Regions from separate parts of the Hordeum vulgare genome. Here region 2 is linked to region 1. Evidence: chromatin contacts called from public Hi-C data. All regions are on one chromosome and are shown on one strand. Each heading gives the region's core, a stretch centred on a gene start, on an enhancer-like site or on the middle of the called end of the contact. The rest is flanking DNA. Distances are from core to core; before and after follow the strand shown. Region 1 has its middle 430 kb from the start of LOC123428072. Region 2 holds the start of LOC123426586 (protein MEI2-like 4).

Region 1 (6,786 bases), core at 2,017-4,516:
TGCACTTCACGTTCAGCTTTGCAAGCAAGATGGAATAAACGAGTGATAGTGTGATAATCCTTATAATCTATAATAGTTTGAATATCTCTATTTAATCCACCCATAAAACGTGCAAGCATAGCTTCATTGTCCCCAACAATACCACATCTAATCATGCCAGTTTGTAATTCCTGATAATATTCTTCTACAGAATTTTTTCCTTATCTTAAACGCTGCAATTTTTGAAGTAATTCACGTTGATAATATGGTGAAACCCAACGAGTACGCATAGAAGTTTTCAAAGCAGCCCAAGTAGTTGGAATATTATCATGACGTATACGGCAATATTCATACCACCAAACACAAGCAAAACTAGTGGAGGAACAAACAGCAGCAGCAACATGTCTATCGTGAGGAAAGGGCGAGCATGTAAAACGTTGCTCTGTTTCTAACTCCCAAGTAAGATATAAATCAGGAATATATCGACCATCAAAAGTAGGAATATTCAATTTAAGTTTAGGGAGATGGTCATGATCTCGTACCTGAGGGTGTGGTGCATCTCTACCATTTAGATTGTATCCATGTGGACGACCGGCGGCCTTTAGTGGTGGTTATTGTTCCTGGTGCTGAACTGGACCAACCTCTCCTTCATCATCGTAATCACCATCATAATCCTCATTTTTCTCAGCCACAAAAACCTCGGCAGTAGCAGCAGGAGGAGCAGCAGTAGGACCAACAACACCAAAATTCGGAACTTGGCCGACAGGCACATGTCGCGCTCGTAGGCGTTGTGGTTGTTGTTGTTGAAGGGGACAGAAGCTGCAACTGGCGGTGGTAAACGGGCAAGCACCTCATTGAACTTGGCGTTCATCTTGGTGTTAAATTTCTTCTCCATACCTTATAGCTTGTCCATGGCCTCTCCAAAGGTGGTGACGAAATCTTGTACCTCGTCAGACATCATTTGCTAAAATTTATCATGGAGCTCCCGGTTGGTCAGGTTCTTCCAGTCGATGTCCTCGTCGTCTGATCCTGGCATGGTTAGCAGCAATGGGAACACAAAAGAATATGAACCTACACACTCTTAGGAAGTGGTGGTGGTGTGTCACAAATCCATCAAGCAAATCTCAATTTCTTACCAATTCTTACCCAGCAACAGGTGGCGATCGGCAACCGGTATAGTCAAAACTCTCAAAGCTTGGATAGAGCCATTACCAGGTGGTGTCACACACACGATGTAGATGTATGTGAAGCTGGGAAGGCTTATAATATGGTAGCAAGAAGGGTCGGCAATAATCAGTTCAGAGATGCAAAGTTGAAAAGATGCTCAACGACGGTACCGTGCTGGTCTTAGGCTAGACCGTACTAGAGACGCGATCCTATAACACCAACAAAGTCACGGCGACACGTAAGCAAGGAAAAGCCACTCTGATTTTCTCTTTTTTTGCGCTCTTTTTTTCTTCAGAAAATCACTATAATGGCGAGTGTCTCAAAACTCTTCCGTATGACCAAAAACAGGATATGCACGAAAAAGATTGATATTTTTTTTTCTGGAGCAATTCGGGGCTGCGACGATTAAAAATTGCGACAAAAATTACTATGATGGCAAGTGTCTCAAAACTCTCTAAAAAGCCTAACAAAACGATAAGGAAAAACAATTCACCCATTAAAATTTTAGCCTAAAAAGTGCTCTGGAAAACGTGCCAGGCTCTTTTTTCTTTTCCAATATTGTTTGCAAATAAAACGTGTGTAGGTAAAAGGGAGTAAATCGCATGTGTGGCCAACATGCGAGTTCAAATTTATGTGTTCCTGTAAAGCACGCTTAATCTTGTAAGTACCATATGTCGGCTCTAAACTGAATTTGAGTTCACCGGGTTTGTGGAAATGAACGAAAACATGCAAAAAGAAAGTAAGAAAGAAAACCCGTCTCATCTTTATTAATCGGTATGTTCTTTTTTGTTTTGAGAAAAGTATATTTTAACTAAGTACATAGTACAAATTACTTGATCGCTGAAACCCAGTTGTAAAAAGAGAAAGTTATTATCATTTTCTGTTACCATTGATCTTCTCCCCGCGATCCCTCTTTTGAGAGGGAAAGACAAAAAGAGGGAAGAGTGAGCGGCCGAGGATCTGGAAAGGCAAACGGAAGAAAAAGCCATATACACAACAGAGTGAGGCCTTCAACTGTTCAACAGCATCCACGAGAGCATCACCATCAGCACCTGGTCCCCGCCGCGTCCATTTTTTAAAACCGCACACGGGCCATGAGCCCATGAACCCATGTATTATATTTACTGTTCGTCCGAACCAGTGCCCACACCCACGCAATCACTGACAGCTGCAGGCCCACGTCTCAAAGGAAGGGGACCACCCCTGATATGCTTTTTTTTCTGCTACTAGGGAACGTCCACTCCCGCGATGCTTGTGGGCAAGTGCCGTGCCCGATCTCGTGCGATGACGCGACGACTTACCGCCCCATAACCCGATCGCGATCGAACGGCTGCTGCAGTAGTCATCGTCAGGTTTGGATGGGTAACCTTATCGCACGATAGGTGCCCGGCCGGGCGTGTCGCTCACGCGACAGACACGCGCCTCAGCGGCCGGCCGGACTTGGCGGGAGGGTTTCTCATCCCGGCTGTCCGTTTGGGGCTACGGTCACGCCACTAGCTTCGCCTTCGGTTTAGCATCCCCTGCAGGCTTGCAACATGTGCAATGTGTTGCACGCGCGTGGGCGCACATACAGAAACTGTGGTCCTGACCAGCCTGGCCTCACACTCCACGGCGATAGGATGCTTCCCCTCTTCGCAGTTCCGCGTCAAAATATGTGCACGCCATTGTTCTCCGGCTCCCCGTTTTCCGTTTCGGCGCGGGCTCTCGGCTCTCGCACGCACTACCTGCCTGCTGTACTGAACCGGGCAGGCAAGCGATTGCGTGCACCACTCAGTCTGCCCCCGTTTTAAAATCTCTAGCCCCGCACAGCCTGGTTCGCTGATTCGTACGCTGTCAGCTCACGTAATTCAGTGCTTGCTTGTGAGACAAGCCGTGCCGATGCGGGTGCACAATCCAGTGAAAAAACAACAATAAAACCGTCACCTGCTCCTTCGATTCCTCCGAATCTTCCAAGCAAACCCGTGACCTAACCCGGACAGAGAAATTCTCGCGTCTTTCCGCTACGTACGCCAACCATACCCGCTTCTCTACCAGGGGAGCGAACCCACTGATACCTGGGGGCCGAACAGAGCGCGTGGCCACTACCACAACGACACGCTCGCAACAAGACCGGTCCCACTGAACGCGACAACGCGACGGTGGCGATCAACTTATCCTCGGATAAGTCGCGGGACCCAAGAGAGCGACCGCTTTAAGCCGCCGTAAGGGTGAAACGTGAAAGGACGCGAGCGGACCTCTGGTTATTTGAACCCTTTCGGCGCGGAAGGAAACGTCAATTGAGACCATACCTGGCCATCCTTGGGCCGTTTTGGGCCGGACCCATTAAAGCCTGATGCAAAAAACCTAGGCCCAAACCCGGTCCGATCTGGCCATCGGGCCTAAAAATCAGGTCCAAGCCTGTCTCATTGGTGAAAAATCCCATTGGGACTCGGGTCGGGCCTCTTACTTAAACTGCAAAATTGCTAGACCCGAGCCCGGCCATCGGACTCAAGATCTAGGCCCAGGCCCGGCCCATGGGAAATGTTGTGTCGGGCCCGGCTGGGCTTTTTTGGGCTGGGTTGGGTCGGGTCGACCGGAGCGGACTGCCATGGCCAGATCTAATTGAAATGAAGGAGTTGTTTGGCTCTACATCTAGCAATACGAGTCACACTTCATATTTATCTAAGGTTAGTTCTTTTATCTAAGGCCCGGCCCATGGGAAATGTTGTTTGTCACACTTCATATTTATCTAAGGTTAGTTCTTTAAAATAAGAGTCATACATTGGCAAGCCTAAAGAAATCTTCTCGTACTTTTATGTGTGTATGTGATGTGGGATCCTAGTATGGTTTGTCAAATGTGTGACTTGAATCAAACACCCACCTAAATTGGTCAAACTTGTCTAACCTTAGGTGTGGCAACCTTTGGCCAACTTAGTCACTAACCAAAAAGCCTCAAAATGTACATGTGTTAAATTTCCTAACCGCAAAATCAATTTATGGTTCGCCATAAATCGTGAACCGGTTTTGCGGGAAGTTCTTCCCTCGCACAAAACAGATACACGAACTTAAATTTTTAAACTTAAATAGGTTCCCGTTAGATAGATCAGTCCGGAACAAACTCGAGTTCATCACACATAGACAAACTAAAAAAAACATAGCTCGACGGAGGGCCGGTGGCGGCTCATGGCTTCACGTGGGGAAAGTACTCGGCAGCCGCCACCGTCTCCTTCACGATGTGGTGCACAATCTCCACCTCGGGGAGCTTCTTCGTCATCGGTGAGAGCTGGTCGTGGAACTCGTTTAAGCACTCCCACATGTTGTTGCCGTTACTATGGGAAAGGGCATTGTGGTTGCATGCATGAGCCTCGCACCACTGCTCGATGGTGATTTCGATGCTAAAACCGACATATCTCTGGTAGGGGGTCCCGAGCTGTAGGTCGAGGATCAATAGTAACGGGAGACGAAGGAAGGAGATGTTTACCCAGGTTCGGGCACTCAGGAAGAGGTAAAAACTCTACATCATGCTTTGACTGTATTGATATGATGGGGTACAGAGTGTAAGATGATCTACCTTGAGATCGTAAGATTGTGTTCTAAACCATAAGGCTGTAATCGTGTCTCTAAAGATTAAAACCCCTAGCTTATATACGTACCAAGGGGCACCTAGGTCATAAACTGTGAGATAGGGATTGCATGCATCTACAATGATTGATTGTGCGCACGAGCACATATATAAGTACAAGGGGACGGCCTCTACTTGTCTCCCAATGAATACAAATATATGGGGAGAGGGGAGGCACGACAGTACATAATACATAAACTGTGGTACTATACATCTGCATATAAGACCTCTACTTGTCTCGAAGACGCTGAGACTGGACTGGAACTCCTCGAAGACGAAAGTCGGCATCCCCTTAGTCATAACACCGGCTAACTGTTGGGTTATAGGGACATGGAGTACCCCAAACACGCCCAAGCGCCATGTGCTCACGTGCGAAGTGAATATCGAGTCGATATGCTTTGTGCGGCGATGATGGACATGGTTGGCGGAGAGCTAGACGATGGATACATTATCACACTAGACAATCATGGTCTTGTTAATATCCCAAAGCAACTCGTGGAGCAACAGACGGAGCCTAGAGAATTCGACAACAACATTGGCTACTATCCGATACTCCGCCTCGGCACTCGAGGGAGACACCGTGGATTGTCGCTTGGACGACCACGAGATCAGCGAGGCCCCGAGGTAGACACGGTAGCCTAGTGTAGAACGTTGAGTGTCAGGGCAGCCAACCCAGTCCGCATCAGAATAGGCAACGATGTCAGTGGAGGCGTAGGCCGTTAGCATGAGTCCCAGAGACATAGTACCGCATACGTATCGAAGAATACGCTTCACCAAGGTCTAGTGGGAGTCGCACGGGGAATGCATATGGAGGCACACCTGCTGAACAACATACTACATGTCCGGGCATGTCAGCGTCACGTACTGCAAGGCACCAACGATGAAGCGAAAAAACTCTACGTCGAGCGCGGGAGAGCCCTCCATGGCAGAAACATTAGCCTTCGTGTCGATAGACATGGCAGCAGGATTGCAGTTAAGCATGCCAGCTCGCTCAAGAAGCTCGTGGGCGTACTTCTGCTGATGTAGAAAGAAGCCATCGGCGCGCCAACCACCTCGATGCCAAGGAAGTAATGTAGTGGCCCCAAGTCCTTGAGGGAAAATTCAGCACCAAGGGGAGCCATGAGCTAGTGAAGAAGCTCATGAAAGGATGCCGCCAGGATGATGTCGTCAACATAGAGCAGAAGGTAGGTAGTAGCAGCTCTGTGATGATAGATGAAGAGGGAAGCATCGGAGCATGTGGACCAAAATCCAAGTTGTTGTGGAATGCCGCAATACGCTAGTACCACTCCCATGGGCCCTGCTTCATCCCGTAGAACAAGCACATGTGATCTGGATGCTCGGTGTCGACGAAGCCATTGGGCTGCTAACAGTATACCTTCTCGGCAAGGTGGTCATGCAAGAAAGCATTGGAGACGTCTAGCTGATGTACTGGCCATGAACAAGAAACTATCAACTATAGGACTGTGTGGATCATGCCCGGTTTGACAACCGGGGCGAAGGTGTCAAGTCCGCACCTGCATGCTACCGAAATCCACGAACCACCTAACGAGCTTTGTAGCGCTCGAGGGATCCATCCGAACGTGTCTTGTGGTGGAACACCCACTTGCCACTGATGATGTTGGCCTGGGGAGGTCGGGTAATAAGATGCATCGTGCGGTTGCACTACAACGCATCGAAATTCTCTCGCATTGTTGCAAGCCAATGAGGATCAAGAAGGGTTGCGCGAGCGGAGGATAGAATGGGTGATGGTGTCAATGTAGATGCGGCACACACATACTCATCCAATGTGTAGCGCGTGCTTGGCCGATGTACACCAATGCAGGCCCATGTGTCATCATGCCAAGAGGCGGTGTAGTAGGCGGTCAGGCTGGGCGACGGGCAGGGGTGGAGACGAGCCCGTCGTAGAGGAGTTGGCAGGTGAGCTAGCAGTGGAGCCAGCACCGCGCGGTAGTGTTGGATGCTGTGATGCCGTCGTTCGCCTGTCCCGAGGCAGCAGCCCAAGAGGCCCTAGCGGAGGCACCCGATAGAGATGCCGGGTC
Region 2 (6,786 bases), core at 2,038-4,537, 480 kb after region 1:
ACAAGGGCAAAAGAGTTTGGAAAAGTAGATACGATGGAGACGTATCACTAGTCAACTAGAGGCTCTCTAGGGACAATGTGTTGTCTATGTATCCACACAAGTATTTGAGTTTCCAATCAATACAATTCTAGCATGGATAATAAACGATTATCATGAACAAGGAAATATAATAATAACCAATTTATTATTTCCTCTAGGGCATATTTCCAACACTTTCTGTTGCTTCTGTACACAAAATCGGAATTTCCGAGTTTGAGTATTGGTGACACCGAGTTGTGTCATCTGACCGTTAGCCACCTTTTCGGTGCCACCGAGTTGTGTATATCGGTTTCACCGAGATTCAAAAGCTTTAGTGCAAGTCAGTACCATCGAGTTTATGACTTTGGTGTCACCGAGTTTGCCACTTTAGGTGTAACGGTTGGATTTTGTGTGCTGCCTATATATACCCCTTCACCTACCTCTCATTCGCAGAGGAAGCACTCAAAACACACACTTCATTGCGAGATCCATTTTTCTGAGAGAGAGCCACCTACTCATGTGTTGAGACCAAGATATTCCAATCCAATCATTTGAAACTTGATCTCTAGCATCCCCAAGTTGCTTTCCACCAAATCAATCTCTCCTACCCATGCCTATTCTTTGAGAGAGTGATTTTGTGTTGAGGAGACTATCTTTAGAAGCACAAGAGAAAGGAGTTCACCGTTCTACCACATATATTACCTTTTGGAGGGTGGTGCCTCCTAGATTGGCTAGGTGTCGCTTGGGAAGCTCCTACTTCGTGTTGTGGAGTTGAACCAAGATGTTTGTAAGGGGAAAGAGATCGCCTACTTCGTGAAGATCTACCGTGAGTAAGGCTAGTCCTTCGTGGGCGGAAGCCGCGGTGGAATAGACAAGGCTGCTTCTTCGTGGACCCTTTGTGGGTGGAGACCTCTGTGGACTCTCGCAGTCGTTACCCTCAGTGGGTTGAAGTCTCCACTAACATGGATGTACGATAGCGCCACCTATCGGAACCATGCCAAAAATCGTCGTGTCAACCTCATGCGTTTGATCTCCCTACCTTACTCCTTACTTTATATTTGCATGTTTTACATTCCGCTGCTACACTCTTATAACTGCATGTGTAGGGTGTACTTGACTTGCCTTAATTGCTAAAACTGGCCAATAACTAAAATTGGGAAAATGCTAAGTTTTTATCTTGTCAAGTAGTCTAATCACCCCCCTCTAGACATACTTTCGATCCTACAACTGTGATGGGGTCAACATAACACCGCCTTCTTCCAGCCTCACTTAGGCAGTGGTGGCGCTAGGGGTCTACCTGGGAATTCCCTAGAGTACCCAAGATTTTGGCCCAAACTTCTCTACTACATATGTCTATACCCTAAGCACTTGGCCCACTAGGTGTAGGCCAAACTGGCACCTAAGGCAGCAACCAAGCGAACTGGATGTGACAGACCCAAGTGTACGGTCACACACACGCATCCTCCACCGATTCCCCAACCTAGCGGTAGTGAGGCGGCGATTCCAAGTCCGGCGGCTGCCCTCTCCCTCAGTCCCTCCCCCCCTCCCTTCGACCAGCCCTCTTCGTGACTCTCTCCCCTCCCCTCCCTTCGGCCTCCGTTCCTCGCTGCCAAGGACACGTGCTAGTCCTCCTCTGTCGTCCGACCTTGTCGGCTCCCCATCTTGGCTCGCACTTCGAGGCTGCAGGCGCCCTTCACGACACAGCTCCACCTCCGGCAGTCCGACCTCTATGGCTTCGTCGAAGGTATTTCCCCCCTATGTTTTTAAACAATTTTGGAGATTTTTTGTAAATGCCATTGCTTGTGATTGCTAGAGGTGGTAGAAGACAATCGATGATTCCTTGTAAACCAATGAAATTGAATTGCTTATTATGTGATTAATTTGCTAGTTGCTACGTGTGTGATTCACTCATTGCTAGATGAACATAATGAACCCAGTGACCACTACTTCTCTTGATCATTTTCACTAATTGGTTGAGTCAAGAAAGAATGAACAATATTATATTGTTTTCAAACTTCGTAAGTTGGTGTTCATTCTTCCTCAATGAAATACATGAAGAATCCACTAAGAAAGAATGCTGAATATTTAAACAATTGCTTGGTTACATTTGTTGAAAGAGAATTAGGATGTCAGCAATCTCTTCAAAAAAGGGGGTCGTAAAGTTATATTGTATTTGTTGTTGTTGTTTGTAATCTTTCTTATTTGTTTCAGATGTTGTCACAATGATATTTTGCTACTATTATCGATGTATGGTCATTGGATCATCGATATTGCCATTTTAAAGTACGTTTGTTGCTGTGTTATATTGCTTCTGCCAATAATATGCTCTATATTACAAGAATACCTAGAAGCAAACTCCTCGCTCCGCCACTCTGCTTAGGGACACCTTCCAAAAGGCCATAACCTTCCATGGCCGTATCCGAAGAACATGAGGAGACACAAACAATGTATTCACTCCGTTCTTAAATATAAGTCTTTCTATAAATTTTGTCATGAACCATATATGGATGTATATAAACATATTTTAAAGTATAGATTCACTCATCTTATTTCATATATAGCCCGTAGTACAATCTATGGAAAGATTTATATTTTAAAACGGAGGGAGTAACTTTAACGGCAATCAATAACAAACGGAGGGAGTAACTTTCATGACAATTAATAACATTTAATGTTGGTGAGCGTTGATGTTGCATCTTTAGGTTTGTTTCAAATTGCATAAGCTTGTATATTTTGTTTGAAAACATGATTTCAAATATAGTCCTCACGAACCTGATTTCCCCCATCGTTTATGAAAGGAGGAGAGTTCTTCGAACAGACGGAAGGTGGCACCAAGTATAAACGTGCCAACCTAACAGCAAGAGCCGTCGAAATCCCCGGTGGTTCGGCGGCAGCAACTCCAGCGGTCCAGTCCCGATCGATCTCGCACAACTCGTACTGGTGAGCGTTATCCTGTCCCACACCAGACAATCGGAGAACGTGACCTCCGCGTCACCTCACCGCGCCAACCCCCCCACCCCTCCGCGAAATAATTCCGTCCCCGTCCAAACGCCGCTTCCCACCCCGGGCCGACGCGCAGCCACGTGGGTCCCGCTCCCTGACACCCGGCCCAGCACACTGACAGATGGGATCCCTGGCCCGGGTACGTATGGACGGAATGGCGAAGGAGCTATCCGGCGCCGCGGTGGGGTGCGCCGCGGGTGAGCCTACCGCGATGGGGACCGCACCGGGCGCGGTATATATAGGCCCCGCACCTTCTGTATCGCGTTTCCACTTAGTCCAATAAATAATTATAATATAATAGTGTAGCATTTCGCCGCTCTTTAAACAGATTTTTTTTTTGGCCTTCGTCTCCGCTCCGTCTCGTGTCGTCTCACCACCGCCAGTCCACCACCAGCTCGCCGGAATTCCCCCGCCGGATAGGCGCTGCGGCGGCATACCTAGGAGGAAGAGGAAGAATGGGGAGGAGTGGAGGGGCGCCCGCTGCCGCGCTCGCTCGTTAGGGTTAGGTGCGCGCGTGCGTGAGGATGGAGCTCGCTCTCTGAACTCGCTTCGCCGCCCCCCGCCAAGGGCATTAGCTGTGCCGTCGCTGCGCGGTGGGTGATCCGCCCTCGTGTGACCTCCGAGGGAGCCGTTTTGGCCTGCGCCACGGAGCCGTCTCTTCCGGGCGCGTCCACGGGTTGCCTGTTGCGGTAAGTTCCAGGCTGTGACAAGCTGAAGGGGATCTCAGCTGCCGATCTGGTGAGCCTACAAATTCTTCCGTTTCTACCCCTTTTTTTGCGCTTTTTCGTTCAAATTCACGGTGCGTTTTATTTGTGGAGAAAAATGGTGTTTGAATTCCGCGAGGTATTTGTTTGGGGCTAATTTTGTGCGTATTTTTCTCGCTTTGTGTGATCTGTGCTCGGGTTCTGGGGATACTTTGATGCGGTTGGGCAGTATTTTGGTCTGTTCCGCCTTTTTATTTTGATCACAAGTTTCTTGTGCTCTTTCGAGCTCGTCGAGGACAAGGAGCATTAAATTTCCCGTCGCCTTTTGGGCTGTTTTATGGCTAATTAGTTTGGGAGCACATAGTTCTGCACGGAATTTTGCATAACCTTTTTTAATCGGTAAATCGAGTTGTTCCGGTCCTAAATTTTGCAGAATTTCTACCTTCTTCCATAGCCCAGTCTCGGGAGTTCGATTTTACGTTCACGGTCGATCAAATCTAGGCCTTGGGACTGCATTTCTTTAGCAGTTTCTCGCGTGTATTCTTCGATCCGCTTCGTCGAGCTACCTGAGGGGTTGAAACTTGGTATCTGTCTATCTTTCAAGGTACTAGCAGGATGCCAGCTACAGCCATGGAGCAGAGGCACCACATGCTGCCCCCGTTCCACCTCCCCGTGGAGTCCGAATCGTCTTCTCCCATGTGGTAAGCCAACTGCAATAGCCAAATTATTGCTCGCTATCCTTAAATGATGTCTAATGATGGACTGCATTCTTTCTTACTTTGGGGCAGGGGGTACTAATTGGTTCAGTTTTGGGGTGACTTAGTGTCATTAACAACTAGACCTAGGCTAATTCCTTTCATCATTATCGAATTCTTTTTGTAGAGGCCAGTTGGACTTTTCAGGCAGGGATGTTTTCCTGAGCATGTTGGTGATTACCTGAGCATTTGTGTTATTTGCAGGTGCTTATTAGTTTATTCTTAGGGTAGTTTCTGTCAGACTAAATAAAATGTGATCCAGCAGAACACTGTTACAGTTTAGTTGGGATATGTGGGGGCATCCGAGGTTCCACATATGGGACAATTGATCGAGCAAGATTGGAGAATGTGTATCGCTGTTTCCAGGTAGCTTAAGGTAGCTGTCTTGCTATATATAGGTGAAGCAGCTTATTTGGAAGGCACATGGTCTCACAGGGGTGATTGGGTATTGATTATTGACAGATTTTTTTTTTTAGAAAAGGAGGAATACCTCCGGCCTCTGCACGATTATTGACAGATGCGCATGGATGTTGCTTACAACGATTATTCCATTAAATACTGCTGATGTTGCTTCATCACTTCTCTTTAGGCTCAGTGTTTGTGTTCGTTCTTATGGCTGATTTGTTTCTTCTTTTTGAAAAACAGAAGAAAATCCACTGATTTTGGGAAGTAGGTCTGTTGCATCTTCTCCAGTCGAAAGCTAAAGCCTATTGTCACAAAGGTTGTGGATCAGTTAGGGCTTATGGAGCCATACAAGTTGATGGACCAGAAAACCCCCTTTGGTGAGCATAAGTTGTTGGGCCATCAAAGGCATGTTAACCTGCCGCCAACCCCCTGGAGGGCTGATCAAGATCCTCTACAACAACATGATTCATTTTCGAAGCCGTTGGCTTTATTTTCTAATGCTAGAAAGGGACATCTAAATATAACCCAATATGAGAATGGACTTTTCTCAAGCTCCCTTCCTGACATTTTTGACAAGAAATGTAAGCCCTTGATCCTTCTCTTGCATTTTTTACTTCATTTATTATAGTACTCCAACACTGAACAATAAACTGCTGCCATCCAATATGGTACTCCTCCCTTCAGTTCATATTAATAATTGTATGTAGATAACTGAAAGGCTAAAGAAAAGAAGATAAAGATGAGGGGAGATGAGTATGAAGAAAAGATTTTTATTTTGCTTATTAATAAGAAGCTTGTTTGCTTTTATCGTCTGTTTCACTTCAGTGAAATCTGAGCTTTTTTTGCTACATCCAAGTGAGGAATGGGACAATCTGGCCTTAGATTTTCATGCTAGATCCAATTGAGAAATGAGAGTCTCTGTGTTTTTCATGCTAAATCCAAGTGAGAAAAGAAACAATCCACAATAATATTAGTGCTTAATATTAAATTACTTCCCATTTGCTGATGTGCAGTGAGACTAACACCCAAGAATGGCCTTGTTGGCCAACCAGCTGAAAAGGAACTCAACCATGCAGATGATGAGCCTTTTGAACTAACTCAGGAAATTGAGGCACAAGTGATTGGCAATCTCCTCCCTGATGACGACGACTTATTGTCAGGTGTTCTTTATAATGTGGGTCACCCTGCCCGTGCTAATAACATAGATGACATTGATGACGACATATTCTCTACTGGAGGTGGAATGGAATTGGAAGCTGATGAAAATAACAAGTTGCTAAAACATAACGGTGGAGCCAACACTGGTCAGACTGGGTTAAATGGCCTACCGTATGGCGAAAACCCCTCGAGAACCCTTTTCATCAGAAACATTAATGCCAATGTTGAGGATACTGAATTGAAACTCCTATTTGAGGTAAGTTTCATCTTCCAGCTAGACTTTGTCCCAACTCTAAAGGCAATATATTTCACCGGATATCATTTATTTTCTTTGCAGCAATATGGAGACATCCAAACACTTTACACTGCCTACAAACATCATGGTTTAGTGATAATATCTTACTATGATATAAGATCCGCAGAACGTGCCATGAAAGCGCTTCAAAGCAAGCCATTCAGGCAGTGGAAACTTGAAATACATTACTCCATCCCAAAGGTATTTCCTTGATATAATGCCATTCTGACTTGACATGATGTGATTCTTTGACATTACTTAATGTGATATTACTATGATGTTTGCTTACCATTATTTGTTGTATTGGTACTTAATTGGCACTGGAAATGTATTTGGTGACTCTGTTCTAATGCTGACTTTGTTCCCATAGGAGAACCTTTTGGAGAATGATAATAACCAGGGTACGCTTGCAGTGATTAACCTAGACCAGTCTGTAACTAATGATGAT

The links. A called contact is a pair of places that touch in the nucleus more often than the background predicts.
Region 2: a Hi-C map of leaf shows a contact between it and region 1, with 3 times the contacts expected there. The contact joins the promoter of LOC123426586 here to the enhancer-like site in region 1. A contact is called at or near these places in 4 of 6 Hi-C or Micro-C datasets (leaf and seedling) and 1 of 1 datasets of contacts at active chromatin or transcription factors (embryo).

The regions. Positions count from the first base shown.
Region 1 is chr2H:445,762,140-445,768,925 of MorexV3_pseudomolecules_assembly, forward strand. No RefSeq gene overlaps it. Among protein-coding and RNA genes, the nearest start is that of LOC123428072, 430 kb to the right of the region's middle. Within about 2 kb of position 3,267, at least 3 of the 3 cell types and tissues checked have open chromatin away from gene starts, as enhancers often do. A contact at or near this core is called in leaf and seedling, where this site is marked.
Region 2 is chr2H:446,244,664-446,251,449 of MorexV3_pseudomolecules_assembly, forward strand. It overlaps LOC123426586 (protein MEI2-like 4), which reads left to right and starts at 3,288. Exons shown (of 14, transcript XM_045110444.1): 1 at 3,288-3,759; 2 at 4,330-4,426; 3 at 5,126-5,466; 4 at 5,899-6,299; 5 at 6,381-6,539; 6 at 6,709-6,786. The coding sequence starts at 5,223.